Linked DNA regions of Anas platyrhynchos: region 2 is linked to region 1. The links are chromatin contacts, called in public Hi-C maps. All regions are on one chromosome and are shown on one strand. Each heading gives the region's core, a stretch centred on a gene start, on an enhancer-like site or on the middle of the called end of the contact. The rest is flanking DNA. Distances are from core to core; before and after follow the strand shown. Region 1 overlaps RREB1 (ras responsive element binding protein 1). Region 2 holds the start of RIOK1 (RIO kinase 1).

Region 1 (3,595 bases), core at 408-2,907:
TCAAAGATACTGTCTTCAGCAGAAAGCGCCTTCAAAAGACACAAAACTTCAAACTGCACCAGCTTTCTTTCCCACATCGGAACAGCTCACTGACAGGTAAAAATACTTCATTAATAAGGATGAATTAATAAGGATGAGTGATTAATTCACCCTTGAGCTGGCTCATGACTTCATCTCCTTCACAATGCACTACTGAAATTTATCCCATAAAGCAACCTCAAGTATTTTAACTGCTGAGTCAAGTCGTGAGACAAAGACTTTACTACCTGTATTCCACTTTCTCTGCCCAAGTTTGAAGGAAAAGCAGAGTGCCAATTGTAGCTGTGCCTTTCACTCAGGCAGCAGGTCATGCACATCATCAGCAGAGTAGCATGTCTGACAATCAGACAAAAACCCTCTTTCTTTCAACTTCTGCTCAGAGAAGTCTTATCATGTACTGCCATGTTTCTTCACTGCTCATCAAAATACTGGGAGGAGTAATACTGGGAAGAGGTAGAGCCATGCACACACTGTGAGAAGGGAGTGAGAAACTGGACAAGAACAATTGTGTGGAGCTCTCCATATCTGCCTTCACCTCTGAACACTCTAAGTAAGCATAGGGGAAAACTGGGAACTGAAGATAAGGCAGTGTTGTGACTATTCCTGCTCCCTTAACAGGCTTTGTATGCAGCATGGAGATTGGGGCAGAGAAGATACCTTGCAGCTACCTGCAGGACTAAAAGCAGCGTCTCCAACCTCGAGTGCTAGCAGTAATCGTGCACCTCTAGAGCAGATGCACCACTCTGGTGGCAGACTGGCTTGCAATCTGCTCTGCCTTGAAATCTCCTCTTACCTGTATGAGACCGCATATGTCGCGTCAAATCTTGCAGGGACCAGAAACGCTTGTTGCACACAGTACAGACTTTCTTTCTTTTGTCTGCTTTTGCAGTACTCTTAGCCCCATCAGTCTTTGTTTTTTTGTCATCACTGCTCTTCTCAGTGGACTTTCTCTCTGTGCCTTCCCCCTCAGAGATGCTTTCGCTCTCTTCATTCTCCTTTCCTGTTGCCTCACAGTCCACAGGAGACTCCACTACCTTCAAGTCCATCGGAGACTCTTCCTGCTCAAGACCAGAGTCCTGCATCAAGGGAGCACCTGCATCATCCTGGATGCTTTTGCTTTCATCCTCACTGCTCCTTTCATCTTTTCTGTCCTCACGAATGTGGGCCTTTTTGTGACGGCTAAGAGTGCCAGCAAACTTGAAGGTTTTGCCACAAACATCACAGGCATGTTTCTTTTCAGTCTGAGAACTGCTGCCTGTGCTCTGGTCACTCTCTGCCAGCTTGAAGTCCATTAATTTGCTGGCAAAATTGAGGTCAAGACTTTTGTTACTTACAGAATCTTCTTCAGGGCCCTCTTCATATTCATCTGCTTTTTCTTCAGCGTCCTCTTCTGCCGGAGGGGAGTCAGCCTTTTGCTCCTCCTTGGGGCTGCACTCACTCCCTGGTAGCTCTGTTACTTCCTCTGGCTGTTCCTTCTCGCAGGAGGTCAGGTCCAAGACTTCGTTTCCTGTGGTGGGTGTCTCCGCATCGGACTGGTTGTCTGCAAGCAAACAGAGAGAAGCTTTCAGTGGGACGCCCTCCGCTGACTCACAGCTATCAGCGGTAAGGCTTCACACGGACCCACGCGCAGCGCTGCTGATCAAGTGTCCCAACATCTGCTTTTCTTATCTGTGACCCAGGTCAGTAACTTACAGCTGAAAAGAGATCAAAACACCACAGAACCCAGTTAACAAGATGATTAAAAATCTGTAATAAAATGCTTTCTTTTCCAAAATACACATGCATTCGTGGCAGTTTCCTGAAGTGGGATGTAATCGCTTTTACAAGAGAACACAAAATGCTGAGACACCGACGATGAGTTTAGGTCACTGCTATTAGAAATACGCTGTATCAGAGACACACGGAGGTAGTATTTATAAACTCATGTATGAAATATGGATATAGGCTGAAGTAACACCACATATGTAGCACATGTAACACAAGTAACACACGTATTAGTCTAACTGATAAACTGTAAGTAGCGAGAAATGTTTTTCCAAGGGAATGTAAAGGCCTCATGCAACCAATCTGTACAATTAAATGTTAAAGATTATCACACGCATTAACACAGAGGACAGTTAAAAAATTGGGTATACATCATATAAGCAAAAGCTGCAGAAGTTTGTCTCCATGTGGGTATTTGATGCATGCTTGTTGTTACATTGATACCATCTGGAATCGAAATATTAAGCCAAGACGGCTTAATAGGTGAAATCCTTTGCTGTTTCACCATTCATTCCCCCAAATAAAAACCAAAACACACCTAAAATGTCCACCTTAATGACATCCTCCATGACCCTATCAGTTTGCAGCAGCATTACCATTGCTGAGGACATAACATGTTCAAAAAATATAACACAGGTAAGGTGAACAAAGGGGCAGAGCTGCACCTCTCCCAAGCTCTGTACAAATCGTGTACGTGTAAATAGGAAATAAGCTGGACTGGATCTGGATGCTAAAGCTGAGTGATGCACGGCATGTAACTGCATCTCCTGTGCCACTTTCCAGCAGCTGTTCCAGAACATGAGCTTAGCAAGTCATGCTTTCTGGAAGTTGAAACTTCCCTTGTTTTAAGTCATTCCCCCACCTCCTTCTTGTCGACAGCATGCAGCCAAGGCACCACACAACTTAACAGTCATTTCAGCATTTATCTGCAAGTCCAATAACCACTTAGTATCTACAAGGTGGACTTAAATCCTGCATTTGACACAGCACCATGTGTGCTTGTCTCTAAATGGCATGGATTGCCTATTAGGGGCTTTTTTCATAAGCAAGGAGTAATTGCAGAAGGTACGAAGGTAGTTCTCAGCCACTTAGTAGTCCAAATGTAGTCTTGCAGGGTAACTTGCATTGACCCCATCTCCTTGCAAAAGTGATAATCAATGGCTATTAACCAAATGCCAAAGCTAAGCAACATTTCCAGAATGTGAACTATCACCTAATACAGCATAATCCATGATACGCTTTCTCTTGGGGGTTTGAAGGGGAGAAGTCATCTGTCAAAAAAATAATCTTACCTTTTAATCAAAACAGATCAGTTTACATAGACAGTGGATTACACAAAAGCATTTGACAAAATTCATTCCTCATCTAATTATCTACCCATTAAAACTTGCAACTAAGCTCTATTCTGTGTATAATGCTGGAGAGTTTGAGGATGTGCGCACCTGAAGACAAAGGTCACCTACAAGTGCCTTACAAACCCGCATTTGAATTCTGTTTTGACTCGTTGCTTCTTTTTTGGATAAATTAAGACAAAAAATTAAAGTTATTATAAACTGCAAGAGGCAATTTCTAAAAATCCAGATGAAATCCCAGAGCATAGTAATTAAGGGGCAGCACTGCTTTACAAGCAGAGAAATGTGAGACTGGCACGTATGAGAAGCAGGGGGCACACAAAGCATTCTTGGTTCCGTGCAGGCAGCAGGATCTTGTGGCTGATGCTGCAGGCAAGGGAGCAAAAACAGAACCCAAACTCAGGCCACGTCCATACAGGGAAAATGATTAAAAAAAAAGA
Region 2 (3,595 bases), core at 495-2,994, 42 kb before region 1:
AAAAGGCGAGAATAAATCTCAGAAGTGCCAAGTCAGACACGATACAACATGATCACTACTACCCTCCTCTCAACTATTCTGTTCTGCTGGTACCAATGTATAAAAAAAAAAAAAAAAAAAAAAGATTTTAAACCTCTGCTGTCCAAGCTGAGGACAAAGAAGCCGGTTCTCTGGTTCTCGCATTGTGTGCTTTTCATTCTGCACAACTCAAGTTTCTAAACCAACAGCACATACTCTAAATCCATCCACTTCCAGCACTTCCCCTCACCTCCTGTACCATTAGTCAGTACTGGGTCTGTCTGGGATGGAGTTAAGCTTTCACCACAACAGCCCATCCAGTACTGTGCCTTGCACTTGTAGCTAAAAATATATTGATACCACATCAGTGTTTTGGCTATTGCTGAGCAGCACAGGCACAGCATCAAGGCTGCCTCTCCAACTCCCCCCAAAATACCAGCAGGCTGGGGTAGTCAAGAAGCAGGGAGGGGACACTGCCAGGGCAGTGACCTTAACTATTTGAAGGGATATCCCATACTGGAAGACTTCATACTCAGAAAAAGCTGGGGGGAGAGAAGAGGGACTCCTGCTATAAAACTGTTTGTCTTCCCAAGCAACCACCATGCTTAGTGAGGCCCTGCTTTTCAAGAAGTGTCTGAACATTGCTTCCTGATGGGAAGTAAAGATTTTTTTTTTCTCATTTTCCTTCCAAAGGACATTTGCCTTTTCCTTTTGTCTAAATACTCTCGTCTCAAACCCTCAGGGTTGTTGTCCTCCCCCCAAAGTCTGTCCTGCTGACAGGGAGTGAGAGAGTGGCTGCATGGTACCTAGCTGCCCCTAGGTGTTGAACCAAAACATGGTCCAAAACAAACAAACAAACAAAAATTTCATCCTGGGCATGTTGAGCAGCTGCTGTCTTAAAATTCAATGGAAAGAACGGGGAAGATGCTCAAAATCACAAAAGACAAATTCCAAAAACAAACAAATAAACAAAAAGCAACATCGCTAAAGACTGGGACAGACAAAGAGAAGGCTAAGGAAGCTAAGGAACAGGAGAAAAACTGCAGAGCCAAGAAGCATCCAGCAGCAGGGTTTGGGACAAGGAGGTCAAGCAGAGGCCTGGCTATACACAGGAATAGACGCAAGGAAAGGTGATGCTCTCAAGGTAAGTTTTCCATTTGGATTTATGCTCCCCATAACGTTAACACAGAACAACGCCCCCAAATGAGCCCCATCTCCTTTTGGGTACCTTTGGTGCTTCCCGAAGAGCCTTCACCGTACCTGCGGGCTGCACCCAGCAGCGTGGCACTTCGTGAGCCTTCCCATCTCGTCATCCCAGTCCCAGTCATCATCGCCCTCCTCTTCTCCATCATCATCATCATCGTTATCACCGTTATCGCCTCCTTCGCGCAGACGTGACTGGGGATCCTCAGCGCCCCCACCCTCCGCGGCTGCCTCTGCGTCCTGCGTAAGCTCCCTTCAAACACATACGCGCTCGGATAAGTCATAAAAATACAAAATTTAGTATGTTTATCCCAAGTATAAATTATAAATTTTGCGAGTTTACCAGCCTCCCCCCCCCCCGTACCCGTCGGAGCCGTCGGCGTCGTCAAACTGCCCGGGCACGGGCGGGCAGCGGCCGGCTGCGCGTGGCCCCGCCATCTTGCGCCCCGCGCCCGCCCGCCCGCTACGGCGGCGGCGGAGGGACAGAAACGGCCGAGAGCGAGCGCGGGGCGGAGGGGAAAGGGGGGCGGGCTCCTCGCGGCAAAATGGCGGCGGGAGGCAGCGCGTGAGGGCGGGGAGGGGCGGGGCGTTGGTTCGCTCCATCAGGGAGCCGCGGGGCTGTGGGGCTGTGTGACCGAATAGGGTTATAGCCACGGGGCTTCTGTGGTGGAGTTTACAGGGAGTAAACGGCTGTGGTGTGTCTGTATAGTACCATATGATGTAGCCATAAACATCTAAGAATCATTAAGGTCGGAAAAGCCCTCCAAGATCTCCTGGTCCAACCGTCACCCCACCGCCAATGCCACCCACTGCACCATGTCCTTAAGCACCACGTCCAACCTCTCCTTGAACACCCCCAGGGACGGTGACGCCTTCACCTCCTGAGCAACCCGTCCCAGTGCCTGACTGCTCTTTCTGAGCAGAAATGTCTCCTCATTGCCAACCTAAACCTCCTCTGGTGCAACTTGAGGCCATTCCCTCTAGTCCTATCACTAGTTACCTGTGAGGAGACCAACCCCCAGCTCCCCACACCTTCCTTTCAGGTGGCTGTAGAGAGCAATAAGGTCTCCCCTGAGTCTCCTCCAGACTAAACAACCCCAGTGCCCTCAGCTGCTCCTCACAGGACTTGTGTCCCAGGCCCTTCACCATCTTGTGTCTTCGAGCCCTCTTGGCTTTGGGAAGTGGCAGCTTATTTCTGCTAAGGGCATCGATTCGTGGTTCCTAAAACACCAGTTATGGTCTTTGTTGTCTGCAAAATAAATTGATTGAAAAGGGGCTTAATATACTCTGAAATACTAAACTCAAGTCTTTAATACAATAAAGCCCAAACAGGACTCCAAATGAACTCCAAGTGCTCAACCCTCACTAGAAGCATGTGAGGTCACCACAAGGCCCAGCTCTGCGGACTGGCTGACAGTGAGCCAAAAGCATGCCCTTCACATTCACTGCAAGCACGGGATCACAGGGCAATGCAGGGTGGAAGGAACCTCAGAAGGTCCCCTCCAGCTCAAACAGGGTAAGCTGTGAGTCAGAGCAGCCCACTCACGGCTTTAATTCTTTAGGTTTAAAAATAAAAATAAAAATAAAAAATAATAAAAAGAAACAACAACAACAAGGACGGAGACTGCAACAGCCCCTCGCAAGCAACCTGCTCCACTGCTTGACTGCCGTCACAGGGATATCATTTTCTTTTTAACCAGTCTGAGCCTTTCTTGCTTCAGTTTTTTGGTCCTCGTCCTCTTACCATGTAACACTGAACAGCCTAGCTGCCTCCTCTGTGTCAGCTTGTTATAGGCACTGGCAGGCAGCTACCAGGTCCCCCAGAAGCTGAGTATGCCCAGTTCCCTCAGCTTCTCTGAGCAAGACAAGTGCTCCAGATCCCTACCTATCTTGCTGACCCTGATGAATTTACTCCAGCTTTGTTGGTATCTTCTCTGGGTTGGGAAGATCCAAGACTGGATGCAGTTTTCTAGATGCTGTGTAGCACTCCCTGGAAGGCAGGTGAAAGTCACGCACCTCAGTCTGCTGGCTGCGCTGCTCTTGATACAGTGCAGGATGCTACTGACCTTCCTTGCTGCCAGGATACACTGTATTGTCTACAATGACATCCCAGGTCCTTCTCATCAGCAGCTTTTCCCTGGCCAGTCAGTCCCCATCCTGTTCCGTTGAGGCTTTTCCTTTCCTGGTGCAGGACTCTGTATTTGTCTGTTGAAATTCATGAGGTTCCTGGTGACTCATTTCTGCACCTTGCCTGGGTCCCTCTGGGTGGCACCCCTGCGCTTGTCCAAATCAGGTAGGTCACCATCACCACCACCACCCCTGATTTGGTGTCATCTGCAAACTTCATAAGAAGCTAGATAAGGGGTCCGCCGCC

What was found. Hi-C and Micro-C count contacts between places; a contact is called where the count stands out from the background.
Region 2: a contact with region 1 is called in a Hi-C map of skeletal muscle, with 2.9 times the contacts expected there. The contact joins the promoter of RIOK1 here to the enhancer-like site in region 1. A contact is called at or near these places in 2 of 8 Hi-C or Micro-C datasets (liver and skeletal muscle).

The regions. Positions count from the first base shown.
Region 1 is chr2:90,009,918-90,013,512 of IASCAAS_PekinDuck_T2T, reverse strand. It overlaps RREB1 (ras responsive element binding protein 1), which reads right to left. Exons shown (of 12, transcript XM_038175425.2): 11 at 833-1,579. Among named protein-coding and RNA genes, the nearest start is that of SSR1, 28 kb to the left of the region's middle. Within about 2 kb of position 1,657, at least 6 of the 8 cell types and tissues checked have an H3K27ac peak or open chromatin away from gene starts, as enhancers often do.
Region 2 is chr2:90,051,728-90,055,322 of IASCAAS_PekinDuck_T2T, reverse strand. RIOK1 (RIO kinase 1) reads right to left here and starts at 1,744. Exons shown (of 17, transcript XM_038175152.2): 1 at 1,586-1,744; 2 at 1,279-1,474. The coding sequence starts at 1,659.